Linked DNA regions of Mus musculus: regions 2 and 3 are each linked to region 1. A link is a contact called in public ChIA-PET and Hi-C data. All regions are on one chromosome and are shown on one strand. Each heading gives the region's core, a stretch centred on a gene start, on an enhancer-like site or on the middle of the called end of the contact. The rest is flanking DNA. Distances are from core to core; before and after follow the strand shown. Region 1 holds the start of Snx14 (sorting nexin 14). Region 2 overlaps Snx14 (sorting nexin 14). Region 3 overlaps Snx14 (sorting nexin 14).

Region 1 (3,787 bases), core at 163-2,662:
CTACTTTGGTGACCTCAGAATTGCTAGTTCAATCTGTCCCCAACACATGGCTGATGCACCTTAGAGAAGAATTATACTTTAGTCAGTTTCCATCGAAGAAAGTTGAGGACAAAACTCACATCCTATAGTTTACATTTTGCTCGGCTTTGCTAGTCCAGCTTGAAACACCTTTCAGAGGACAGAACTGTATTAAGTAACTAGTAATGTCTGCTGTTAAAGGAACTCACTTCTCCCACAGCCCTACAATCAAGCACCTCATCATCACAAGCCGGGCACTTTTTCTGTAAGACAGTAATTCATAGTAATTACTATCTGTTAATCTATCGCTTAAGCCCCAATTCTACAAAGCCACCAAGATGGCAGAAACGAGAGAGAGAGAGAGAGAGAGAGAGAGAGAGCGAGAAATGAAGGAAAACAACAAAACTGTTGTCAGAATCACAGGAAATAGCCTTAGTGAAACTACTAAGTCAAATCTCTTGTGTATGTTTCTCACTGTTATTCTTGCAAATGAATTACTTCAAAATAAAAGGCGACTGCTTGTTCAAAACAGAGAAAAGAATGTGACGATGTTTTTAAGTACACATCTTTTCTACTATCACTGCACCCATACTACTTCTGGAAATATAAAACACAACAAGCTTCAGGGGCGGAGACTTCTGACCTCAAAATGTCAATTTAACTACAGATCTTGAAAAAAAAGAAAAACCAGAATATTGTAGAGTTGCGATGGGTACTACACTGCTTTCTGACTTTGGGTCAAAAACCAGTATTTTAAAGAGACGAAATTGTGGTTGCAAAGGTGTGTGCCGGTGTGAGGGCGTACTGTTGCGAGAGAAGGCTTCCCCAAGAGGAGAGGCTGCGACAGAACCTTGAAGCCACCTCCCTCCGATCACCTTTACTGAACTGAGGTGGCATTACAGATTGTAATTGTAAAACAGACGATAAAGGCTCGTCATTGAGAAATGGTCAAAAAGGAGAGGTTGAGAGCCAGGTAACCACGAAGGCTGCGTGGTCCCGGGCCCGCACCCGTCCGCATATCCGGGAGCAACCTGGGCCGCCCTTCCCGAGACCGCGGTGCAGAGTGCGCTCCTGCCCGCCGCCCAGCAGCCTGCGGGCTCTCGAGCGGCCGCCGCGGGGCCAACAGCAGGTACCTGTTGAGGAGCAGCGAGGCGACGCTGAGGCAGAGCAGCAGAAAGCAGAACAGCGGATACTGACGGCAAATCTCGCGCCCCACGTCCAGCCGCAGCCGCTGCTTCAGCCTCCCGCAGATCGTCCGCACCCAAGACCCCATCTCAGTCCACGCAGGGGAGGACGTGCCGCCCTCAGAGGCAGAGGCGGAGGGCACCCCCAAACCCCGGCGGCGGAGCCACATTGCCACCCACCACCCAGCTTCACAGCTAGACTCAGCCGCACAAGGCCCCGCCCCGCAACCCTCGCCGCGCGTGCGCAACCAACGCCCCAACCACACGCAAGGCCGCCCCAAGGCCGCCGCCACCATCCCGCGGGAGGACTGGGGAGCGCTCGGACTGACGTTCTGGCGCGGCCACCCACTTTCCTTATCCGGAAGTCCAGGGAAACCTAGAATGCAGACTGGCAGAAGAGTGTGGGAAAGCTAATTGCACAGCAGCCGCGTGCGGCTCCTGGAGCCCTCTGGGAAATGTAGTCCATACAGCGGACCCTGCCGCCTCAACCTCTCGGATTCTCGTTGCCACACCTAAGGGAGAGGAGGAAAGGACGCCTTCAAGTCCGCTTTTTAAAAGGGGATCAAGCTGGGGCGTATGACAACCTACCCGCCCGCCACCCACCCGCAATCCACCTCCGAAAGAAAGTCATGTTAGCCACGTAACCAACAACGAGGGAGTCACCTCACCCCGCGATCTTAACCATAACCCAGCGTGTGACGACAGCAGGCTTGGAATCTGGATAGTCCCTTTTAGAATTTCATTCAGCATTTTGTAGGAGCTAAAACTCAGGCATGTAAAGCGTTTGAATTTACCCTACAAACATTACCCTTAGAGCGTAAGCTATTCTAGTTTCAACTACAGCATAATCACATCGCTGAGACAAGCAAGATCCTGCTCGGGATCGCTTCTTAGCGAAAACAGAATTTCATGCTATTCTGACACTGGCAGTTTCCATCAAGCCACCTCTCTCCCCTAGACAGGGAAACAGAACTCCTTGTTTTCTCAAGTGTATGTGCAGCTTCATTAATATTTTCAATATTCTGAAAAGGTGGGTGATCCTTAGTGGCTCATTTCCTTTACAGGATGTACCATCCTTTCTTCCCATTACAGCTGTTAGAAATTCAGGTCTTTGTCCTTAAATTTACATGTATTCCTAATTTCTTCAGAACCAACTTTAATACAACGTGTACCAAAGAACATTAAATACACACTAGCAGTATCTTTAGATGACAGTAACATTTCCACTCATGAAGTGTGCATCTGTCACCAAATTCTTTATATATATATATTCTTTATATACTCATGTGAAGTTTCAAGGTACACACTTAACATTCACTTTTGTAATTTTACACTGTTAACTCCACAAAGAGCACGGTAAATCCCAACAGGGATCAGTAGTCTGGACACAGCAAATACACACTCTCAAACAAATCACAGGACCAAAGGGCTGTAACCCAGTAATAATGTTTACCAAACGTGTAGGGTTTGATACCGAGATTTGCAAAATAGCCTTCCCTTACTGAAATAGACTGGGGCTAATAATGAAATAGAAACCGTTTGGATTAAGTGTATGTTAATCTTCATGCACCGTAAAATGCCTAGTGTGAATCTAAGTGATTTAAACTGGTTAGTCATTTGTCTTGCATTTTGTATTGCTTTGCTTCTAAGTTTCTGAACTTGTTAACCAAGATAGTGTACCTTTAATAGATTGTTTTTCATTTCTGCTCAAATTAGACACCTTTGAAACATTTGTCTAATTCCTTTGCAGAACTTAAAATGAACTAGGCAATTTGTCTATATTGGTTTTAGAGTGAATTTCTTCCCTAACAGGATTTTTGGTTGTAATGAGGACTTAACTGTCTCATAAATTGTTATCAGTGCACAACTTAACTAAATATCTTTCCACAAGACCCCACTGCTATGACTTCACCCATGAAAATTAACTTCTAAATGTTTCTTCACTCTTAAAGTTTACTATCCACTTTACACTTATGAAGTTTTCTAACTTATATTAAGCTCCCTAGAACAGCTATGACATTTCCTCAATCGATCCTGTTTATGAAATTCTGCCAGGCAATGATGGTACACGCCTTTGATCCCATCAATGGAGGGCAGGAGCAGGTGTGGATCTCCGAGTTTGTCTTCAGAATGAATTCTAGAACAATCAGGGCTACACGAGAAAGGGGAAAAGAAAACGCTGTCTTGCCTAATACTATGAACTGGATTTGCTTCAGCTCCTGCACTCTCATCTCTGATGGATTTAATTGTAAAGATTGAGTTGGGTGAATGGTGCTTACTTTGTACAGTTTTAGGTTTGAAAAAAATGAAAATTACAACTAATCCACTGGTCAAGGTGAAAATATGAAATCACACTGAACTCCAGAGGTTTGCTACTCCCCACCTCCAGCTGCCCCACTTAAAAATTCTAAGCATTGTATTTTGTTAGTCTCTGACCATGTGAAATGTGTACTGTTAAGTATAAAATATAAAGAAAAAAACTAATTTTTTTAGCCTAACTGGGAGAAAATATAAAATACACATGCACTAAATAATAGTAGTGCCTTGGACTGCAAACGCAGAGCACTGAGATTTTTGAAGGAGCC
Region 2 (4,266 bases), core at 1,200-3,699, 35 kb before region 1:
TACCTGTTGAATTTGGAATTGCGTGTGGGCGATTCTGCACCTCTTAAAAGTTGCCTAAAATACTTCAAAACAACAAGACAAATTAGGATTAACAAAACCAGTACTTGACATTGAAACACACTACTTTCTCTTACTTAATCTTGCTTTTTTAAAATTTATTTCGCTACTTAAATCTCAGACCCAACACTATCAGAGCCACTCTGAAGAAGTGGAGAAGCCTGACTCACCTCATCACTGTGGCAGAACATGGGGGTAAACACGTTCTCCAACAGGGAAAGGACGTGCTCATATGCTTCAAAAAGACACCTCATAGTTTGCAGCTTCACAACATCTATGTATGGGCCTTCAGCAACTATTTAAAACAACCCAATTGTACAAGTTATTGCTGAGTAACAGAAAGGTAACATATTCATTTAAATTTCACTATGTGAAATGAACATACAAACTATGTTTAATAGAAACTCCTACAGAAGAAATCTCACTAGAATGGGAAATGAGAAAGATTTACCTCCAGCTCTGAGAAACATTAGTTATGTGAGTTGTTTTATCTTATGGACTCTTTTGAGTGTCAGGGTCCCACTAAGCAGCCAGACTCAAGTGGAATTTCCTTGTAGGATAGGCTGTCCTTGAACCCATGATCTTCCTGCCTCCACCTCCAAGGGCTAAGATTACAGGCATCCACCTTCATGCCTGCCTCAGTTATATTTATAGTGAACACTTCTCTTTCTCAAAGCTTTAATCTTGTCAGTAAAATATGTAAAAAAAAAAAAAAAAGTCTTAACTAAGAAAGTTAATAAAAGGTCCTAAGTATTTTTTAAAGCATCTTAACTGCTGCTGGAATGACTAAAAAATACGTGAAGCGCTCAAGAGTGCGCTTGGTAACTGCTCTTGCAAAGGACCAGAGTTCAGTTACCAAAACCCATGTTGGCAGCTCACAACCGTCAGCACTAGAGGGCTCTAAAGCCTCTGCCCTTCAAGGGCACCTGGGCACATGTACACACTCGAACACACACACACACACACACACACACACACACACACACACACACACACGCACGCACGCACGCACTTGAAAATAATTATTCAAGCAATAAAAAGTGCCAGGAGTGGTGACTCATGCTTTTAATCCCAGCACTGGGGAAGCAGAGATGGACAAGTCTCTGAGTTTGAGATCAACCTGGTCTATAAAGTGAACTCCAAGCTACCCAGGGACACATAGTGAGAGGCTCCTCCCTCAAACAAACAACTGTATAAATTAATCTTTTTTTAAAGTAGAATAAGAGACACGAAGAAAACGCAGCAGACGGGAACAATGCCGACCACCCATGCACTATCCGCTCTGACTTACTTCTTTGAATCTCTTCGACAATGAAGGGATCAAAGCGAATTTTGTCAATGCTTTCATCCAAGCAGTAGGTCTTATAAATCTTCTGCAATTCTTCATGGAGAGATAGCATTTCATCATTTGATAACTCTGGACGCAAAATTCTATCATTAAATTCCTCTAACAAATTAGAGAGAGATTAAGAAAAAAAGTTAATATAAATGCTTTCATGAAAACTTCACGCTCTTATTCTAACTAGAAGCAGAAAATATAATCAAATTATTATTTTAAACTTTTAGAAAAGGACTTGAGAGTAGAATACTCAAATTAAAAACAAATTCAGCCAGGTAGGGGTGGCGCAAGCCTTTAATCCCAGCACTCGGGAGGCAGAGGCAGGCGGATTTCTGAGTTCGAGGCCAGCCTGGTCTACAGAGTGAGTTCCAGGACAGCCGGGACTACACAGAGAAACTCTGTCTTGAAAAAAAACAAAAAAACAAACAAAAAACAACAAAAACAACAGATACAAAAAAAAACAAACAAAAACCCAAATTCAACAAGATTTTTATGTTAATATAAAATATATAAACATGGCTAGCAATACAAATTTGCTACAACAGACTAGTAAGCATATTTGTAATATTTTCTATAAAGAACATATTAGATTAGTTTCTCATACCAAAGATCTGTCAAGATTGTAAAATCTGATTGCTCACTAAGTAATAATGACAATCCAGCTCGGAAAGTTTCTCACAGATCCAACGCGCCGTGATATTCCAGCTTGGCACTCCTAACAGAATGCTGGCCGAGCGGTGCTGATTTGGACTGTGAGATCTTTCACACAGCACCACCACACTGGATTTTTAGAGATTCTTTTCTGCTACTAGAATCTGACTGCAGGCAATGTTACGGTCATGCCCCACCTAGAAAGGACTAGACAGCTGGAGAAGCTCAGTCACCCGAGATATCTAGCATGAAATGTCGTCTGGACAGCAGATCTGCTCTAAACAGCCACAGCACTAGCAAGCATGGTGACGTCACTGGTGACACGCAGAGGAAGCCTCACCGACTGTCAGACAGAACTGCAGGACGTGCACGGCCCCTTCTTGTTTCAGGAAGTTCATAAAGCGGAACAAAAGGTCCTGCTGTTCTCTGATTTGTTTCAGCTCTAACTTCAGCACCTTGTCGCAACATGAGAGGAAGAGTAAGTGAAAGATACATGAATGTATTTTAAAACTGTTATCTCCAAAACATTAATGCTGAAAACACTCACGGATGGCTTTTTATTTCTAGGTTCTGCAAATTTCTGCAGGAATGGAACCAAAGGGGAAGCTGGTTCAGTTGCTTTTTCAGGCTTGGAAGAAACAGAATTATCAATTCAGTAAAATTCGCACTAGAGTTGGTACATACAGTTCAAACAAAGCAGTTCCAAGTGTCGCACGCAGTACGCTCAATACTCACAGGGCTGTCGTCTATGAAGATGATAAGCAAATGATTGACAGTATCCTAATGGGACGTAAGAAGCACAGGTCAGAATAACCCACTGTCATGTTCTGCCAAAAATTCTCAGAACTTTCACATTATCAAGTTTGCTAGAAAAATAAACAGCACAGTGACTGGCTAAATATCTGTATCTGTGTGTTACAGAGGGACTCCTAAAGAACTACAATCAAACCAGTCAGAACTGTTGAAAGTGTCCATCCAAGAACAAATAAATAAGCAAAATGTGACACACACATAGAATGGATTACTACTGAGACTTGGCAAGGAAAGGACTACTAAAACATTCCTCTGCCAAGGAATTACTGTTTATGGGTGTAGAATTTACAGGATTTTCGTTTTGTTAAGACCAACACTTTGGAAGGTGATGATGATGGTCACTCAAATAAGCACATGTTTCAAAACAATGTACTATACACACAAAATGGCTAAACAGTAATTCAAGAGTATTTTATAAAAAAGAAAGAAAGAAAGAAAAAGAAAAGAAAAAATGTAATCTTACTGGATCAGCTAGGAAATCCAAAGAAGGAAGAAGCACAGAACCAGACAGAATCTCTCTTATGAGTAATGTCAGGGACCTGGAGACAGAAGTAATAATAATTAATAATAATAATTAATAATAATAATTCTGTAATCAGTGACCCGCACAAGTTCCTCATTGTCAAGCACTTAACTAACTAAAGACCCCACGGAAATGAAACTATGGGGATGGACATGGTAGCGCACGCCTTTAACCCCAGCACTGGAGAGGCAGAAAAAATTGGATCTTAGTTCAAGGCCAGCCTGATCTACACAGCAAGTTCCAGGTCAGCTACAGGCTGTACTATGAAACCATGTAGGTAGGTAGGTAGGTAGGTAGGTAGGTAGGTAGGTAGGTAGATAAGTAGGTAGATAGGTAGATAGGTAGGTAGGTAGGTAGGTAGGTAGGTAGGTAGGTAGGTAGGTAGAAAAGAAAGAAAAAAGGAAAGGGGAAAGGGGAAGGGGGAAGGGGGAGAGGGGGAAGGAGGAAGGGGGAAAGGGGAAAGGGGAAAGGGGGAAGGGGGAGAGGGGGAAGGGGAAAGAGAAAAGGGGAAGGGGGAAGGGGAAGGGGAAAGGGGGAAGGGGGAAGGGGAAAGGGGGAAGGGGAAAAGGGGAAAGGGGAAGGGGGAAGGGGGAAGGGGGAAAGGGGGAGAGGGGGAAGGGGAAAGGGGAAAGGGGAAAGGGGGAGAGGGGGAAGGGGAAAGGAAAGATGGAGCTGGGAGTGTAGTTCAGTGGAAGAGCGCTTGTCTTATGTGGCTGTTTAGGCTCCTCCCCTACGTACACACTTATCTATCCAAAAAACTCAGATTAAAATTCAGTAGGACCAGGAAGGGCCGTACAATTCTGCATTTTCAGCAAGTGTCTAGATGCTTCTGCTGCAGCATCACACACTTGGACTTGCGCTCTTCATTTGCTAAAAGTGCCCA
Region 3 (4,264 bases), core at 1,000-3,499, 59 kb before region 1:
CATAGACGAGCCCTGCTCTCAGCCTTACTCAGAGGCGCTACTCTTTGCTGTGGGCAGTAGTTACAGCATAGACTCCTCGCTGGTCAGAGTGCTAAGAGTGAGTGACTATGAAAGCTCAGCCCCAAACGGGACATTTGTATCAACTCCCACGTCCTAAGGCTCAGGACACATCTAAGAAGAGGGAATGCCAGTGCCTTAAGATGGGGAGGCATGCTGTGACATGCTGTGACACTCATAGACTCACAGTAGCTGTGGGCACTGGACAGGATAAAAACAGCCATACTTAAGACTCTGGCCTCTAGTCAGCCATCATTGGAAAGAGAAGCCCCTTGGTCTTTCAAACTTTATATGCCCCAGTACAGGGGAATGCCAGGACCAAGAAGTGGGAGTGGGTGGGTAGGGGAGCAGGGCAGGGGGAGGGTATAGGGGATTTTCGGGATAGCGTTTGAAATGTAAATGAAGAAAATACCTAATAAAAATTTGAAAAAAAACCCCTCTGGTCTCAATCCCCAACATCTCAAAAGTAATAAATAAATAATAAATAACAACAGCCTGAGTTCGGCCCCTGACCCCACATAGTAGAAGGAGAGAACCAATCCAGCAGGTTTTCCTGTGAGCTTCACACTTGCATCGTGGTGTGTTTATATATGTATGCAGATGGGTGCACAAATACACAATCATCAATTAAAAAAAAAGTTAAAAACCACACACACAGCAGAACTTCTAGGATACATGGGGGTGGGCTCAGTTGATGGCTGTCTATCTGAGAGGAGAGAGCACGGTCCTTTTAAGAGGGTAGCCACTGGTAGGCTGCTCATGCTTCAGTGGACGCCCCCACACCTATGCACATAAAGGCCACACTAACTGGGCTCAGTGGGTTATTTTAGAGCAAAGGAAATTGGGAGGGAGATTAGAGAGAGGGGGTCCAGAGGGAGTTAGGCCATTAAAGGGTAGATGGATAAGTACACGGTATACGTGCATGAAATGTTCGAAGAACAAAATTTTAAATTGTATTTAGAAAGAAGAAAAGTTCAACATCCTCAATATTAAATATAGTAAGAACACCATGCTCTAACTCCAAATCATTTTGTGTTCTTGGACTCACAGATCCATGTTGAAAAAACATTCGTCTCTGATTTATATAGCAGAAAATGTTGCAGATGATAATCTGAACAGCTAGGCCCATTCTGATGATAAGATTAGTCACATATTCAGCTGAAAGCACAGTAAAGGGCCCTTATCTGCTTGTATGGTAAGGAGGAACTAAGAACTTGAAGGCAGAGACTGGCCAGGGTCTGTTACCTCAAATCTAGTCTACGTCTGGACAGTCGTGTTAGATGAGGACACTACAAAAGGCCACTTGTGTCAAGCTGTTCAGCTTTCAAATGGTTGCAGTCACAATGGCTTACTACCATTTTCATCTCTGGTTAAATGTCCATATACTTTCCAAAGGAGAATGAAGAAATTCCTGCTTCCCAGTTACCTTATTTAGCTCTGGAAACAGCTCCTGTATCACAATGTCCAGCAACACATAGGTCAGCTGCAGCACAAAGACATGTAACAAAATGTAAGGAACTAGACAGAAAAGTTACAGGCACGGGAGCCAGGACCACGGTAAATCTCTACGCAAGTCAGCGGGAAACGTAACGGCAATGCAAAACACGCAAAAAGGTGTCTCTAACACCACCGACAATGCTCCATCCTTACATGCATAGTAGAGACCTTTGTGAATAAAATAACTGGCATTACTATGCTTCACCCATTCTATGTAAATTGTTTTGAACAAATTTTAAATAAACAAGTATGAAACTGATATTATATTAACATTTCAACAAAATATATAGCGACTATATATATAAAAATGTTAACTGGTATTCTTTGACTTAAATTAGCAAAATGTTTATACTATGTCAGAAATTTTCTAAACATCTAAAATTTTCTGGTAGAAGATATATTAACTTTAAGCAACCATGCATATCACAAAGAAGTAAGAGAACCAGCAGAAACAGTACATACAGATTTTCCCATCTGAACGTTTAGATTATTTTAATGATGGGCTAGATGTCGTGTAGTGACTCACACAGGTAATAAACCAGACATCCCGCTGCTCAGCAGCCACACCAACGCCCACCACCTCCCTTACCTGCTTGTTGAGCACTGGCTGCTGCAGGCCATCAAACAGGAGTCTGATGCTTTCGTACTTGGTTTCTTCACCGATACACTTGACTATCAGATCTAAACAGGAAAGCCACATATGAAACAGCTCACAGTGACTCACCACCAACCGCCTCTTAAAAGCCACATGCCTCCTCTGTTCACAGACACCACATAAAAGCTCCAAGTCAGTATTTCTCAAACCAGTTTCTACAAGAACCTCCTAGAAACAAGTCTCATGGTCGGGTCAAAAAAAAAAAAAAAAAAAGTAGTAGTTATTATTAATCCCCCTTTCAGAAGTTCACAATGCACAGGATATACTATAGTATATAAACCAACTACCACTAAGTGATAAAAGAGACTTAGAAAACATATTTTATTATACATCAGGGTAAAACAAAACCAATTTTTAAACTATGTATTTTGAATGATGTGTTGTGTTTGTGAAGAGAGATGTGCACCTGAGTGTAAGTGCCCACAGAGGCCAGAGAGGTGGGAGTTACAGGCAACTCTAAGCCACTAACTAATGTGATGGTCTCTGCAACAACAGCATGTGCTCAACAACCGAGCTGTCCCTCAGCACCCCAAACAACAGGATTTAAACTCCCTCTTTATATAGACACATAAAACCATACAGAAAAGATGTCTATGACCAGATATGCTGGACAGCTCTAATCTCACCATTTGGGAAGCAGAAGCAGGAGGATAAATGCAAATTTGAGACCAACCTGGTCTACACAGTAAGCTCCAAGCCAGCTAGGGTCACACAGCAGACAAATCATAAAGCCCTGATTAGTGTGTGAGTAGAAAAACCCGTGTCCTAAATTTTAGGGGTGAGCCTAAAGTCTCCTACAGGTAACACCAGCACTACAAAGACTGAAGCAAAAGAACTGTTGCAAGATCAAGGCTAGTCTGTGCTACAGCTCAAGAATCTATCTCAAACAGACAGTATTAGTAGTATCAACAAACGGACAAGTTACCTTTTCTTTTCTTCTCTTTTCTTTTCTTTAATTTTCTTTTTTTTTTTTTTTTTTCGAGACAGGGTTTCTCTCTATAGTCCTGGCTGTCCTGGAACTCACTCTGTAGACCAGGCTGGCCTTGAACTCAGATATCCACCTGCCTCTGCCTCCCAAGTGCTAGGATTAAAGGCATGTGCCACCACTGCCTGGCCAAATTACGTTTTCTAATGAGTTATATTATTTCTAAAATAAAAACTAACAATAACAATTAGTTTCAATAATTATACTGCAACTTCAAAGTGGTGCCAATCTATATACAATTGAGTTATTTAAATATCATACCTGGAATGTAATTCATCATTTCTTCAAAAGTCTGTTTTGCTCCTTTTTGCTTATCTTGGAGAGAGCGAGGTTCAGTATTTTCACAAAATATAGCATCTAAAAATGAGTACAGGAAATGTATACAATTATTCTCCAATTTATACGCAAGTATATTCTAGTAATAAAAATGCTGGTTTAAAAATACCTGGAAAAAAAAAAACACAAAGGTAGACCATGATACAGACATGGTCATACGAACCTCTGAGAAGGGTGATGAGGGAGACCAGCCGGTGCTCCTGAAACAGCTGCTCCAGCTTGCACTGGAGGTAGTAGTCTGTGTACATTTCCAGGGTGTTCTTAAAGAGGATTCGAGTTCCCATTAGAAGATGATGAAGCCAGTCTGGGACTTGAAAAACTACTCGCCCTGAGGAAGACCAATTAAGAATCAACTGAAATCTGTTGTCACTCAGAATGATCAATGAATAAAAGTAACAGTGGTCATGTTCAAGGCCAATGTAGTAAATCGGTGAAAAGAATTTCTTTCACAAAGTTGAGGCAGGCTGTATCTGAATCATGAGGCAGACTAACAAAGAACAACGTGGACCATTAAGCCTTACCTACATACATCAGGTAATCATAGACTCCGTCCACAGTCATCACCTCCATGAAGTAGTTCTGATTTTGCTTTCGCTCTGTGTTCTCAGCGCGGTTTGCATTATTCTTAAACAGATCGTTGAAAAGCTAAAGTATAAGTTGAAATAATAAAGAGACAAGTAGTTTATTGCATTTATTGACAGTAATCACTAACGTTAAAAGAATACAGCAAAATG

The links. A called contact is a pair of places that touch in the nucleus more often than the background predicts. ChIA-PET counts read pairs in DNA pulled down with a chosen protein or histone mark.
Region 2: a Hi-C map of pre-megakaryocyte-erythroid progenitors shows a contact between it and region 1, with 1.6 times the contacts expected there. The contact joins the enhancer-like site here to the promoter of Snx14 in region 1. A contact is called at or near these places in 6 of 39 promoter capture datasets (the C10 cell line, the HPC-7 cell line, hematopoietic stem and progenitor cells and 2 more), 10 of 484 Hi-C or Micro-C datasets (the G1E-ER4 cell line, LSK cells, bone marrow-derived macrophages and 7 more), 5 of 115 datasets of contacts at active chromatin or transcription factors (the HPC-7 cell line, the SCID.adh cell line and embryonic stem cells) and 2 of 9 other capture datasets (adipose tissue and liver).
Region 3: an RNA polymerase II ChIA-PET map of memory CD8 T cells shows a contact between it and region 1, with 571 read pairs. The contact joins the enhancer-like site here to the promoter of Snx14 in region 1. A contact is called at or near these places in 7 of 39 promoter capture datasets (the 3T3-L1 cell line, the C10 cell line, the HPC-7 cell line and 3 more), 1 of 15 datasets of contacts at CTCF or cohesin (CD8 T cells), 4 of 484 Hi-C or Micro-C datasets (CD4 T cells, CD8 T cells, granulocyte-monocyte progenitors and 1 more), 6 of 115 datasets of contacts at active chromatin or transcription factors (CD8 T cells, the SCID.adh cell line, bone marrow-derived macrophages and 2 more) and 2 of 9 other capture datasets (adipose tissue and liver).

Annotation. Positions count from the first base shown.
Region 1 is chr9:88,437,517-88,441,303 of GRCm38.p6, forward strand. Snx14 (sorting nexin 14) reads right to left here and starts at 1,413. Exons shown (of 29, transcript NM_001359958.2): 1 at 1,152-1,413. The coding sequence starts at 1,291.
Region 2 is chr9:88,401,917-88,406,182 of GRCm38.p6, forward strand. It overlaps Snx14 (sorting nexin 14), which reads right to left. Exons shown (of 29, transcript NM_001359958.2): 9 at 3,324-3,399; 10 at 2,783-2,827; 11 at 2,595-2,675; 12 at 2,388-2,502; 13 at 1,349-1,504; 14 at 228-352; 15 at 4-62. Among named protein-coding and RNA genes, the nearest start is that of Snx14, 35 kb to the right of the region's middle. Within about 2 kb of position 2,450, at least 83 of the 459 cell types and tissues checked have an H3K27ac peak or open chromatin away from gene starts, as enhancers often do. A contact at or near this core is called in the HPC-7 cell line, bone marrow-derived macrophages, conventional dendritic cells and 5 more, where this site is marked.
Region 3 is chr9:88,378,027-88,382,290 of GRCm38.p6, forward strand. Snx14 (sorting nexin 14) reads right to left here. Exons shown (of 29, transcript NM_001359958.2): 24 at 4,052-4,175; 25 at 3,694-3,858; 26 at 3,456-3,551; 27 at 2,144-2,235; 28 at 1,484-1,540. Among named protein-coding and RNA genes, the nearest start is that of Nt5e, 53 kb to the left of the region's middle. Within about 2 kb of position 2,250, at least 95 of the 459 cell types and tissues checked have an H3K27ac peak or open chromatin away from gene starts, as enhancers often do. A contact at or near this core is called in CD8 T cells, the HPC-7 cell line, the SCID.adh cell line and 4 more, where this site is marked.